Regions from separate parts of the Triticum aestivum genome. Here region 2 is linked to region 1. A link is a contact called in public Hi-C data. All regions are on one chromosome and are shown on one strand. Each heading gives the region's core, a stretch centred on a gene start, on an enhancer-like site or on the middle of the called end of the contact. The rest is flanking DNA. Distances are from core to core; before and after follow the strand shown. Region 1 holds the start of LOC123128172 (AT-hook motif nuclear-localized protein 25). Region 2 has its middle 84 kb from the start of LOC123128173.

The links. Hi-C and Micro-C count contacts between places; a contact is called where the count stands out from the background.
Region 2: a Hi-C map of leaf shows a contact between it and region 1, with 3 times the contacts expected there. The contact joins the enhancer-like site here to the promoter of LOC123128172 in region 1. A contact is called at or near these places in 3 of 5 Hi-C or Micro-C datasets (leaf and an unstated tissue).

What each region holds. Positions count from the first base shown.
Region 1 is chr6A:507,531,096-507,537,724 of IWGSC CS RefSeq v2.1, forward strand. LOC123128172 (AT-hook motif nuclear-localized protein 25) reads right to left here and starts at 3,899. Exons shown (of 2, transcript XM_044548105.1): 1 at 3,530-3,899; 2 at 1,685-3,288. The coding sequence starts at 3,186. The coding sequence ends at 2,194.
Region 2 is chr6A:507,642,048-507,648,676 of IWGSC CS RefSeq v2.1, forward strand. No RefSeq gene overlaps it. Among protein-coding and RNA genes, the nearest start is that of LOC123128173, 84 kb to the right of the region's middle. Within about 2 kb of position 2,459, at least 6 of the 8 cell types and tissues checked have an H3K27ac peak or open chromatin away from gene starts, as enhancers often do. A contact at or near this core is called in leaf, where this site is marked.

The DNA of each region.
Region 1 (6,629 bases), core at 2,649-5,148:
TTGACTTGACCAGAGAAAGAAGGCAGGTGAACAGGCGATGGCTTGGCATCTGCGTCTTCAAGGGCAAAAGGTGCAAAAGCTCTGAGCAAGTTCCAAAGCCGAGGAGAGAGATATAGAGAATGCCTCCCTTCCCAGAAATTATGCAAAAGGGAAAGCTTCCTCCTCTTTTTTCCATTTCAGGGTCTGTCTGGGCTGGAGCCCCTGTTCCAGAAATTGTACTTGGGAGGATCCAGTACAAAAGCACGAGGTGAGAATCTCATCTCGCGCGCAGTGTGAATTTCGGGCTTGGCGTCTTCCCCTCCCTCTCTACTGCAGATTCAATAAATGATCGGTACAGTAGCATCGCTGCCACTGCCACTTTCTCATCTATGCTTTGCTACCTACACGTACTAATGTATAGCCTTCTGTGGCTGTGCATATAATCACACACATAATTGAAGGCAATGAAAGGCCAAATTGACTGAGCACTGGAGTGTCAGCTGCTCAGCTGAGCCCCCAGAAGGCAGAAGCCATTGAAGACTGCATGCAGGTGAAACAAATAGAGAGGGACAGAAGGCTTTTGGCCTGAGCTAGGAGGGGGCGTATGCAGCAAAAACTGAGTACTACCTCCACCATCAGGCTGGTCATAGTGGGGAGTAACTTATACTAGTGTGATGCATATAACACTAGTCTAAGATACTCCCTTCGTTTTAATTTATTCTGCATATTAGAGTTGACTGAAGTCAAATTTAGTAAAGTTTGACCAAGTTTATAGAAAATAATATAGTCATTTATCATAATAAATCTATATAATGTGAAAGTACATTTAATAATAAATCTAATGTTGTTGATTTGTTATTGTATATCTTAATATTTTTTATATAAACTTGATCAAAGCTTGTAAAGCTTGACTTTAACCAAAGCTAATATGCGAACTAAATAAAAACGAAGGGAGTACTATCTTCATAGTGCAAAGTAAGGCCTCCTTTGGTTTAGAGGAATTTCATAGGAATTCTAGAGGATAGGATTCTTATAAATTTTTTTCCTTTAGAGCCCTTTGGTTCATAGGAATGGATTCCTATTCCTACATAGGATTGATTCCTATCCTCCACATTTCATAGGAAAATAAAAAAGAGCCTAGACTCAATGGAAAAATTTCTTTGGTGTCAACCAAATGACATCTTGTTTCCTATTCCTACTCATAGGATTTGAGATACATGTCATCTCATTTCCTACAAGATTCATATTCCTATGATAATCCTATTCTATGAACCAAAGGAGGCCTAACATAGTACTAGTGTCATAGATGACTTCATTTATTAGCTTGTAAACTCATCTTGTATTGGGAAGCGTTATGTTACAGTAACATATTATGTTACTATTTCTCATTAACTACTTGCCACATAAGCAAAATTTTCTTGAAATGCGCTATGTTACTAGCTAAGTTACTCCCACTATGACTAGCCTCATGTGGCTCCTCATAGGAAGAAGAGCTTAATTCATGGACCGAGACATGCTAGTTTGCATATACTCCTACCAGTACTGTACAATTTATATCTTGATGTAAAGCACAGTGTTCCAAACACATGCACGCTTTAGACCAAGCTAGGGCTTACAAATTTTGACCAGCACGGGAACCCATCGATTCAAGAATTGACCGTAGATGTGCAATTTATATGTCATGGAATGCATGTGAAACGCTGGAAGCAACCGTGCATGCATGCATGCATGAAGTTTGCCATGGAAACGAAAGGGGAGCAAAAGTTTCAAGGAACATCATTCTACAGCAAGATACATCCAGATCATAGAACAGAACATTACAAACGAAAACGAAGAGGAAGGGAAAGAAAAACACTCGTTGTTGCCAGAAAAACAAAACATTGGATCTCACTGACCTTTCAACTTATTGAGAATTTGATCTTGGACCAACTGTTTCTTGTCCCTTGAATGATCAGCTTCCTACTAGCTCCCTGAACATAGTATACCTCTCATGATCTCCAATAGATCTCCCTCCTGTATACCCAATCTTTGCAACGCATGCATGCGTGTAAATAGCACCAAGATCACAAGGTCAGCCCAATGAACAATCCAGCAATGCATAAGCTCTCCATCTGTACTGGATATCAATAGCTTCTCCGCCACTTCAAACTTCTGTGATGTCTTCGTCATGTGAGTGTAGAACTGTGGATTGCAGTTGCACTGCCTAGACATGCATCAGAACGGTGGCCTGACTCCGCCACCGCCGCCACCCCAGGCTCCAAAGTTATCTCCGGGAAGCTGGTAGTTCCCCACATTCCCGCCGGCAAGGTTGTAGAGCGACATGCCGCCAGCATCGCCTCCGGTCACGCCGGAGGACTGCGATGCCGCCGGCTGCTGCCCTGGTGGCCCGCCTGACTGTGCCACTTGATCTTGCGCTTCCGCTCCAGCGGCGGCGGCTGCCACCTCCTCTTCCTCCCCCTCCAGCGGGAGCCGCTCGTACACGGCGTTCGAGAACGACGCGGCCATCAGGACGACGGGCCCCGCGGCGACCAGAGTTCCCACCACGCTACCGCCGATCACCTGGCCCTGCCCGCCGGAGAGGAACACGGTGAGGCCACTGGCGCCAGGGGGCGCGGGCGGCGGCAGCACCGTGCCGGTGAGCGAGAGGATCTCGAACCGGCCCCGGAGCGTGGCCACCACGCTGCCCGGGGGCGACGCACCCGGCTGGCGGAGCGCCACGTTGACGACGGCGCCGCCGCCGCTCAGCACACAGACGCCACGGCCGCGGCGGCGCGCGTACTCGGAGACGCAGTCGACGATATCGGCCCCCGCGGAGACCTCGAGGACGTGCGAGTGCAGCGCGTTGGGGCTGTCGCGCGTCACGATGATGGGCGGCTTGGGCTTGTTCTTGGACCCCGCGGGTCGGCCGCGCGGACGGCGGGTGGGCCCGCCCGAGCCGCCGCTGCCGCCTCCTCCGCTGCTACCGTCGACCGGGACCATGGCAGACGACGACGGCTGGTCAGCGCCAGCGCCGCCGCCGCTCCCGCCGGCGTCCGCGTCGCCCACGGGGGTCTTGTCGGGCGACGACATCTTGGAGTGCTCCATCTTGACGTGGGAGTTGGGCGAGAGCGGCGAGGGCTGCTGCTGCTGCTGCGGGCGGAGCAGGTGGTGGAAGTAGCGCGAGCTGCCGGCGCCCGGGCTGCCCCCGCCAGGGTCCATCCCGGCCATGGCCGCTTCATCTGGCCGCTCCCACCACTTGCCGGCCGCCAGCTTTGCCGTCGATCGGTCGCCCTCCACACCTCCTTCTCTTCAGCGCTAGCTCCACCGCCACTACACCGATTACCCACAGCAGACTAATTAGTTCGCATGCGGCAGTGCAGCACAGCTACGAAAGGAGAGAAGCAAGCAACACGAAATGGAAGATCTTATATCCATGGGGGGCTACTCTTTCTTTTCTTTCTATCCTGGCGGCGTCGTCAACTTGACGACTTGCCTAGACTCTAGAGCTGCTCTAAGCAATGATGCACTCTAGCTAGCTAGTAAAGCAAGCTCGCGAGCTCATGTTCCTTACCTCCAGCACAAGCTTCCCCCCGACGGCGGCGGCGCTTTGCGGCAGAGACGCGCCTCCCCCTCCACCAAGCGCGCTTTCCCGGCCCGTGAGCTAGCGCGCAGCCAGCTGCCCGGGCAAGAGCAAGACGGATCGGTCGAGGTCTCCACACGTACTAAGAGGGAGCGCAGGATCGAGAAGAGGCCGGACGTGGCGGCGAGGGATGGAGGGAGCGGCGAATTAAAGGCGGGCTGGGAGGAAGAAGGGGGGACGGCGAGGGATGGGATGGCGCTGCTGATAAGGCCCGACCTCGCAGTCTCGCTATCTCATCTATGTAGTAGTACGAGCATGATGGCTCCCGATTCCGAGAAGTCCCACCGCACCCCCCACCAACTCCGTTTTTACTCGCTCCAGGTCGGGCCGGGGAAGCGATGGCCCGCGCAATCCCAAAGCGACGCGCCCCGATCGAGCCCGGCCGTGGACTCGTTTGTCGCGTTAGTTGGACCGGCCGGCCGGCCAGGACACGGGCGCCCGCGCGGGGGACCCTAGGCTGCGTCTAGAGCCACAACGGCGCAGGCCAGCCCGAGCGCGCGCGCGCGCGGACACGTACCGCGCGTACGTGCCGCCCTAGCGCACGCGCTAGCTAGCTCCAGTGCGCGCCTGCCGATGCCGTTGTGACCGCAGCGCAGAGTCTGGTGGACAGTAGGCAGACAAGGCTAAATGAAGGCGTGAGCTAGCATAGGGGGCGCGTCTAAATTAGGGACGTTTTACTGTGCTGGTCATTCCTTTTCTTTATAGTATACGGCTGGCCAGGTACGCACGCACAGGACAGCCGGCCTCGTACGATACGGTTGTACGTATGCTTGGGTTAATTAACCTAACCAGTAACCACGACATGCTGTCATGATCATCACTCGCGCGACCGATTTAAAATGGACTGGTTGGAATCTGGACACTGCTGGGATGATGGAAGCTACGTTCACAAGTAATGCTTCGACTTAGTACGATCGTAGCACATGTACAGCTATTCTCGCACTAATTAATCATGCTAGCACTCCCATGGCTCCATGCATGAATAATGTGCCATATACGCGGCGCCGTACGTGGCCCACGGGTCCCGTCGAGACATGGATAATCAGAGGGGAGGAAGGGGATTAACTAGGGTTTGTTGTGGTGGAGCTTTTCTCCGAGGACAAGGAGGACAATCAAACCTTGGCGCTTTGCCCAGGCGTTCCATCTCTTCCGATCAGGGGTCATTGTCATGTGACACACGCGGGAGCCAACGAATTTCAATGGCCACGCCCTGATTGGTGCCATCTCCAGACGCGGCAGTACAATACACGTACTGACTGATCGAGACGGCGACAAATCAGGGCCGGGATAATACTCGCGAAAATGGGCGTGCGTCAACGCGAGCTTCACACGCATAAAAGAATTGCGAGTGTGTGCACAGCGAGTTTGTATATATCCGACCTCCGAGGTGAGGCTCTCCGACCCGATCTTTAGTTTAGTTCCGGCGGCTAGTATTCGTGTTCTTCGGAGGTGCGTGATTACGACACCCACCAGCTTTTTAACAATAGTAGTAATCTAAGATTTGACCCAGACAATGGAGCAGGACTTCTTGTGTTTGCTTACCATTGGTGTGCACATGTGTATGGTGCGTAAACAGTACGACCCACCACCATGGGTGATTATAATCGATATTTGATGAATCCTCACATGCCCTCCGGCCCCTTCTTCGCCTCATGTGCAGTGGTGAAATTAGAGAACAAGACCATTGAGGTCAGCTTCGTTGCTTTAAGGTGTACTCTCGGCAGTGACAAAGACAAATTAGTGCAAAATCGGGCAATAGCACCGGTTCGTAAGGCCCTTTAGTACCGGTTCGGTAACCGGCACTAAAATATGGACACTAAAGGTCCCCCTTTAGTACCGGTTCAGCACGAACCGGTGCTAAAGGGCAACCACGTGTCACGAGTCAGCTCCAGGGGCAGGGAGCCCTTTAGTACCGGTTGGTGACACCAACCGGTATTAAAAGGTTGGGGGGTTTTGGGTTTATAATTTCTTTTTCATTTAATTTTGTATTTTTCATTTAATTCTTTTCGTTTGCTGGTATTTTACGATACTACATATTGTACACATTATGCATATATATAAATAGAATTTCTAGTAGAACCGATCATATATATATGTATATATATATCATCGAATGTCTCACAACCACAACCACCATTAATTAATTCACACATATATACACACATGTTAAATACAATTAGCTAGTTATATACAATTTCTTCTAATTGGTGCCTTCGGAGCCAGTGGCATTAGACTAATTGGTGCCTTTGGAGCACGATAACAATTGGAAGTGCTTCATGGGGGCGGTAGCGGGTAAAAGTATTCTCCTTTGGGATCTATGACCTAGTCGAGCAAAAATCCCGCTATTTCCTCTTGAATTGCTTCTATGCGGTCGTCTGGTAGGAGCTTCTTCCGCACCTCTTTGAACTGTTAAGAAGGAGATCAATATGCATGTGTATTAGTTGTGTGACTAGATATCGATAATGGTGTAAAAATTGTGAAGAGTGTTCTGACAAACGTACCCACTCATGTCTTTGAGATCTGCTCCTTTCGGACGCCATCATGCGAATGTTCTCGCAAACGCAGTATGCACACAGATTATTCCCCGGCGCCTGCTTCAGGGCCTTTACGAGAATGGAATTTGATCAGATAATAATTAATCAAGCATGATAATTAAAGAGATGACCTCTTCGCATAGGTGAACTAGAACGCGCGTCATGATGTTGAAGAAGGATGGTGGGAACACCAACTCGAAACTGACAAGACATTGCACCAAATCATTCTCTAACCTTGGTATGATTTCTGGATCGATTACCTGCTGAGAGATTGCATTGAGGAATGCACATAGCTTCACAATGGCTAATCAAACGTTTTCCGGTAGAAGCCCCCTCAATGCAACCGGAAGCAGTTGCGTCATAATCACGTGGCAGTCATGAGACATTAGGTTCTGAAACTTTTTCTCTGCCATGTTTATTATTCCCTTTATATTCGACGAGAAGCCAGACGGTACATTAATACTGAGCAGGCATTCAAAGAAGATTGCCTTCTCTTC
Region 2 (6,629 bases), core at 1,209-3,708, 110 kb after region 1:
TGGGCTTGTTTATTTGCCCTGAGCGAGTTTCGTTGGTTGGTGGGCGAGTACGTACGCAGATATGTAAACGTAATGGTAGCTGTGGCAAATATATTAACAACTGCTCTACTATGATCAACATGGTAATTGAGAAATTACATAGTATATATTCCTCGGCGATAGGAGCCGAGACACGTATCAGTTCATGGCCGGATATGCCTAAATATGCAGTGGTAGATGCTGTCAATTGTCATACGTGCCAGACAGCTAGCATAATTGAGCAGCATGCATGCGTGTGGCAACATGATGGTACTCCACATATGCAGTTGTGCATGCAGCTGATTAATCAGAAATATATCGACGAATCCATGTCCTTTTGCCTCGATCCAACCCTTTGATTGTATAGCTGATAATTATCCTTCTTCGATCGAACAATGATTGATTAACTGGCCGATTGCCTTGACAACCGTCACACACATATATAACTGCTTGAAAATGCAAGGTAATATACAAAGTTACAAACTAGGTCAACTATTATTCAATTTCAACATGCAAAGGCTCCAACAGCTAGCTAATTTGATAAACTCAACTAGCTAATTAACTATTTTAGGCATTCTGTGAATGGTATTGCTTACTTTTATTTTTCAAAAGTATATATCTAGCTTGCTAGATACTCATAGGACATGCTTCAAATAGTCCAAATCTGCATCCCTACATGAACATGTATATTTTCTCCCCTGGCCTGCTTGGATACTGATCTTAATTGTCAGGTCTTGCTTTATAACCAAAATCCAAGCTGATGGAGGGCAGGGAACTATTCTTTACAGCTTGTTGTTGGGGTGCACTGTTGATGATCTTAAAGCACATTAGCCAGTGTGCTAGCTGCTGCATGCTGTGTAGCTAGCCCTACCTGTTTTAAGCTATTAAAACATCAAGAAAGCCTGTCACGACGCTGTGCTTAGACAGAGGAGGGCAATAATTAGTGCCCGGCCGCTTTCTAATCAAAAAGCTGAAACACATAGCTTTCGTTCATGTTTTTTCCCAACACCCGATTCCCGCCGTACGTGCGCGCATGCATGAAATATGGACGAATTGCAGATCAAACTGTGAAAAGGTTAGCAGCAGAAATTGCAGGCCGGTCGAGGCACTGACATCATGGGTTTGGTCATTTCGGGAAAAAGAGCAGCGCCTATTCTGGGAGTTACTTCCTGGTACAAAGACAAAGTACCAGAGTAACTTAACCTAATTAACATCGTCTTCAGCTTTAAGTAATCCGAGCTCCTGCATGCCTAGGTGAAATGCACTGAGAGGAGCTGATTAGATGGGTGGACGGGACAGGCCACGACGCGATTAATATAAGCACGGCTTAGCTAATCATGCTAGCTAACTAGCGAGCATCCAATGACCCGCCGGCCGGTTGATTAAGAAACTGGCGATGGCGGGCTAAAGCCCGATTAAAGTAGCCTGGCACGCAAGTGGGCAGGGGATTAGATTAACTAGATTAGATCGGACGATCTCTCAGAGCTGTGGGATTAAGATAATTAATCCCGCGCGGCGCTCTGTCCCGTCGATCGCCGGGCATGTGCCGTCGCCCGCGCTTGTCGCCTTGCGCCGTCGCCGTGGACGGCCCCTCGATCGCGCGCTGCCCTGTCCAGTTGTTAGCTTAGCGAGCGAGCTAGCTAATGATAACCATATACTTGTATAATCTTTTCGTTTGTTAATGCGCCTCTCTGACTTTAGCGCATCGATTGTTAACGACCCTTCCTCGAGCAGCCTAGCTAGGGTCGATCGATCGACAGTCTGTGTGCTGTGCGCATTATACTTTGCTTGCTTGATTGATTGGACTCCAATCCATCGAGATGAAGTGATGCGCCAAGTTGGCTGGCTCGCTGGCTGGCCGGCCGGTCTTAACCTGTGCTCGCCTAATCCGGGCTAGATACATGCAACTTGGAATCAATGGCGGCCGGCTCCATGTTTGCATGCATCCCTCCCTGTCATTTCATGGAATTATGTCCCCCCATTTTGAGTTGTCCTGATCTGGAACCAGTGCTACTACATGGCGTCCCCATCGGTCGATCTTTTTTTAGATAGTAATCAAGGAAGGCCATCGTTGATTATTGGCCTGGTTTGGGTTAATTAGAGGGGTCTTGCTTGAGCTAAACCGACATCGAAATCAATCAGATAGGAGTACAAAATTGGTTGTTCAGGTGTATCTCTAACTTAAGATCCTCCTACGTTTTAAATACTGTCAACGGATCGCGAAGGATAGGGTTAACAACAGGCGCGCAGTGGGCGCGGCGTTCGGGGCGAGGGCAGGAGCGAGGAGGACACTTGTCGAGCAGCGGGCCTGCAAATGCCCTTTCCTTCGCTGTTGGTGTGGGGAGCCGATGAACAGCGGTTGCACTAGAGGCGGCACGTGGGATGGGGGAGCTCTTCACTGGGCCGTGGGGGCGAGGAGAGGGCCACGCGCACACGTGGGGGGCGGCCCCCGCGACGGGGACGCGCCCACCGGGTGGGTGCGCCGTGCGGTGCGGACGGAGCGCAGGGAGGGAGAACCGGAGATGTCACGTCGAATCTTTGACGACGCCCGCGCGTGATGGGCCGGCCGGCGGGCCACGCGGAGCAACTGGCGGGCCGCGCGCCCATGTGACGATGCCGGCCGGCGACATGCACGCAGGCGCCCGTCGATCGTTGCTCCCCCGCGCGCGCGCGGTGCCGTCACGTCCGCGAGCGAACATGGCGACGGCGACGAGGGAGGGGCCGGTGCCCGCCGCCGTCGCCGTCGATGCATCACACGAACGTCTCCCGAGTTGGCCCGGGAATCATGGGCTCGGTGTATGCAGCGGTAGTAGTGGAGATCTCACGGCCCACTAGCATCCCTTATGCCCTTCTTCTTCTTTTTTCAAGGGAAAAGAGCCGGATGAAATGAAATAGTAGTAGCCCGTGCTCGTACGGAGATTTGGCAGAGTGTGGTCCGGTCCCACACATATTTGCGCGAAAGCGAGGTGCATTTTATATTTGAAAAGGGCCGGAGAAAGGTAAATTCGAGTTGTTCCTGGCTAGTGCTGCCTGCCTGCTGCGTAAGAACCGGCACGGCATGGGCGGCAGGTATATTCGTTTGACAAACACAGAAAGTGGGCGGCAACTGGATTGACGAGAGATTTTTTCTAACCGAAATCTGCGAGCTCAAGGAACCAAAGCATATTTAACCTTTTTGAAATCCGTGTGCTGGTTGATTGGAACCGGTGCAAGTTTTGACTCATCTCGATCGGAAACCGACTGTTGCAAACAAGCCCACGCATTGTTAAAACAGAAGGAGAACAAAATAAGGGAAGGTAGTTATGACATTTGAACTATTAACATGGAGACAGGCAAACTGAACATAAACAGTGGACTCTTCAAAAAAGACTGTAGCTCAATGTCAACCATCTCCTCTTTTTTTTTGAGAAATTGTCACCGTTATAGTGGGAACCTTATTTCAGGAGTGGACTTTTTCAAGTTATCAAGATATTTCCAACCGTTGCTTTAAAAGAGTTGTGGGTGATGGCTGCAAGCAGGGACGGTGACAAACCCCAGCCACGCGGAGCGCCTATACCTTGCTTGGTACAAGATCTTTATGGGACGCTCGCTTGCAGCGCCACCTCAAATGGGTTGGGCCCAAAGTTTCCGTGTGCAGCACCATATACACACGGTATATCATAACGTATCCGTGTTTAGTTTTTTTTAATATTCTAACAAGGTATAAATACAAATATTCCAAAAATAAATATACTTAAATTTTTAAAATGTTGTGCGTTTAAAAAATGCTGATAGCATTGAAAAAATGGTTCATTACGTTTTAAAAATGTTTACGCACATGGAAAAGATGTTCATGACATTTCCATAAAATGTTTACATAATTTCTAAAAAATGTTTGCGTTAATTAAAAAGTGATTCATGCCATTTAATAAAAATGTTCACGTGTTTCAACAGATATGTTCATCACAACTCAACAAAATATTATTAAATGTAAAAATGTTGGGGTAGTTAAAAAACGTTTCATACCATTTAATATTTTCGTGCTTTTAAGCTAATGTCACGCGTTCCAAGCTTATGTGAGTGACATTTTAACAAAAATCTTTACAGAACATAAATAAATCACATAGTTAAAAAATGTTTTCTACCATTCAGAAAAATGTTCAATTCATATTAGAACATGTTATGTGTATATATGTATTTCAAAAAATGTTAACCAGATATATGAGAAATGTTCAACGTGTATAAAAAATTGTTACATGTGTATATAAAAATGTACAACATGTATTAAAAAAAGTCAAACCTGTATTCAGAAAATAAAAAACAGAAAGAAAAACACGACGAAAACCAAAGAAAACCAAAGAGAAAACAATAAAATCATGAAAACCTAAAAAAACACAACAAATAAAGAAAAATCCCATGGAATGTTGTAAAACTAAACCGGTGCATACAAACTTCCCAAAGCTTCTATACTAGGCCAACCCACTAAGGCAAGTCATAGACGAGTGCCAAACAGAGGTGACGCTATCATATGTCTTGATATGGGTGAGAAATAGCTTCCATGCTCGATGCCCGTGCGTAGGGGCTGCGGCTATGTCCTGTGTGTTGGGGAACACAATAATATTAAAAAAATTCTTACGCACACGTAAGATCTATCTAGGTGATGGATAGCAACGAGAGAGGAAGAGTGTTGTCTACGTACCATCGTAGACCGTAAGCGGAAGCGTTATGACAACGCGGTTGATGTAGTCGTACGTCTTCACGATCCGACCGATTCTAGCACCGAAGGTACGGCACCTTCGCGATCTGCACACGTTCGGTGACGTCCCGCGAACTCTAGATCCAGCTGAGTGTCGAGGGAGAGTTTCGTCAGCACGGCGGCGTGATGACGGTGATGATGAAGCTATCGGCGCAGGGCTTCGCCTAATCACTGCAACGATATGACCGAGGTGGATTATGATGGAGGGGGGCATCGCACACGGCTAAACAATGTCAACTTGTGTGTTTTAGGGTGCCCCCCTGTTGGGGAACGCAGTAATTTCAAAAAAATTCCTATGCACACGCAAAATCATGGTGATGCATAGCAACGAGAGGGGAGAGTATCGTCTACGTACGCTCGTAGACCGTAAGCGGAAGCGTTATGACAACGCGGTTGATGTAGTCGTACGTATTCACGATCGACCGATCCCAGCACCGAAGGTACGGCACCTCCGCGATCTGCACACGTTCGGCTCGGTGACGTCCCGCGAACTGACGATCCAGTAGAGCTTCGAGGGAGAGCTTCGTTAGTACGAGGCGTGATGACGGTGATAATGTTGCTACCGGAACAGGGCTTCGCCTAAGCACCGCTACGATATGACCGAGGCGGATTATGGTGGAGGGGGGCACCGCACACGGCTTGGAACAATCAACTTGTGTGTTCTTGGGTGTCCCCCTGCCCCCGTATATATAGAAGCAAGGGGGAGGCCAGCCGGCCCTAGTGGCGCCCAAGGAGAGGAGGAATCCTCCTCCTAGTAGGAGTAGGATTCATCCTTTCCTAGTCCTACTAGGAAGGAGGAAGGGGAAAGGAAAGAGAGGGAGAGGGAAAGAGGGGCCGCACCCCCTCCCTAGTCCTATTTGGACTCCCCTTGGGGGGGGGCACCTCCTGGGCTACTGCCCTCTCTCTCCCCTAAGGCCCACTGAAGCCCAATACTTCCCCGGGGGTTCCGGTAACCCTTCTGGCACTCCGGTTTTCTTCGGAATCATCCGAAACACTTCCGGTGTCCGAATATAGCCGTCCAATATATCGATCTTTATGTCTCAACCATTTTGAGACTCCTCATCATGTCCGTGATCATATCCGGGACTCCGAACTACCTTCGGTACACATAAACTCATAATACTGATCGTCACCGAACGTTAAGCGTGCAGACTGTTGGGGATATTACTACTGGAGGTAAACCGGCCTTATGTAGCCGGTTTGACTCTTTGAAGATTAGAAGCCCATGAAGATGTGAGGATAATGGCGCTTTAAGGAAGGCCCAAGGCCCAAAGAAGGGTTATAGCCTGTAAATGTAAACCGACCTAGTCAAATAATTTGTATGATAAGATAGGGAGAGTAGAGACCGAACCGGACACGTTTATCATCCGGCTTCGGGGCTCTGTAGTCCGGCGGGCGTCAACCTATGTATATAAAGGGACGACCCGGCCGCGGTTTAGGGACATACAACAACAACTCGAGAGCCAGACAAAGCGGCTTCGCTCCCTGGCCTTCGAAACCCTAGCAATACCAATCACAACAAGACGTAGGCTTTTACCTTCCTCGAAGGGGCCAAACTAGTATAAAATTCCCCGTGTCCCTTGTCCGGTTTAACCCCTTAAGCTAACCCGTAGCGATGGATCCACGACTAAGTCCTTTCATGAGGACATCTGCCATGACAAACCCACGACAGTTGGCACCCACCGTGGGGCTATCGCATGATGGTTTTGAGTTCTTGAAGGGCAGCTTCGATGGACTTAAGGGATACGCTGTGGGCCGGATGACGAAGAGTCGTCGCGACAAGCTCTACATCGACAACGCAGGATGGGGTCCCGAGGCCGATTCAATCGAATACGGGTACCGGGTCCCCTTTGGTGGGATTCACGTCTTCATCGGC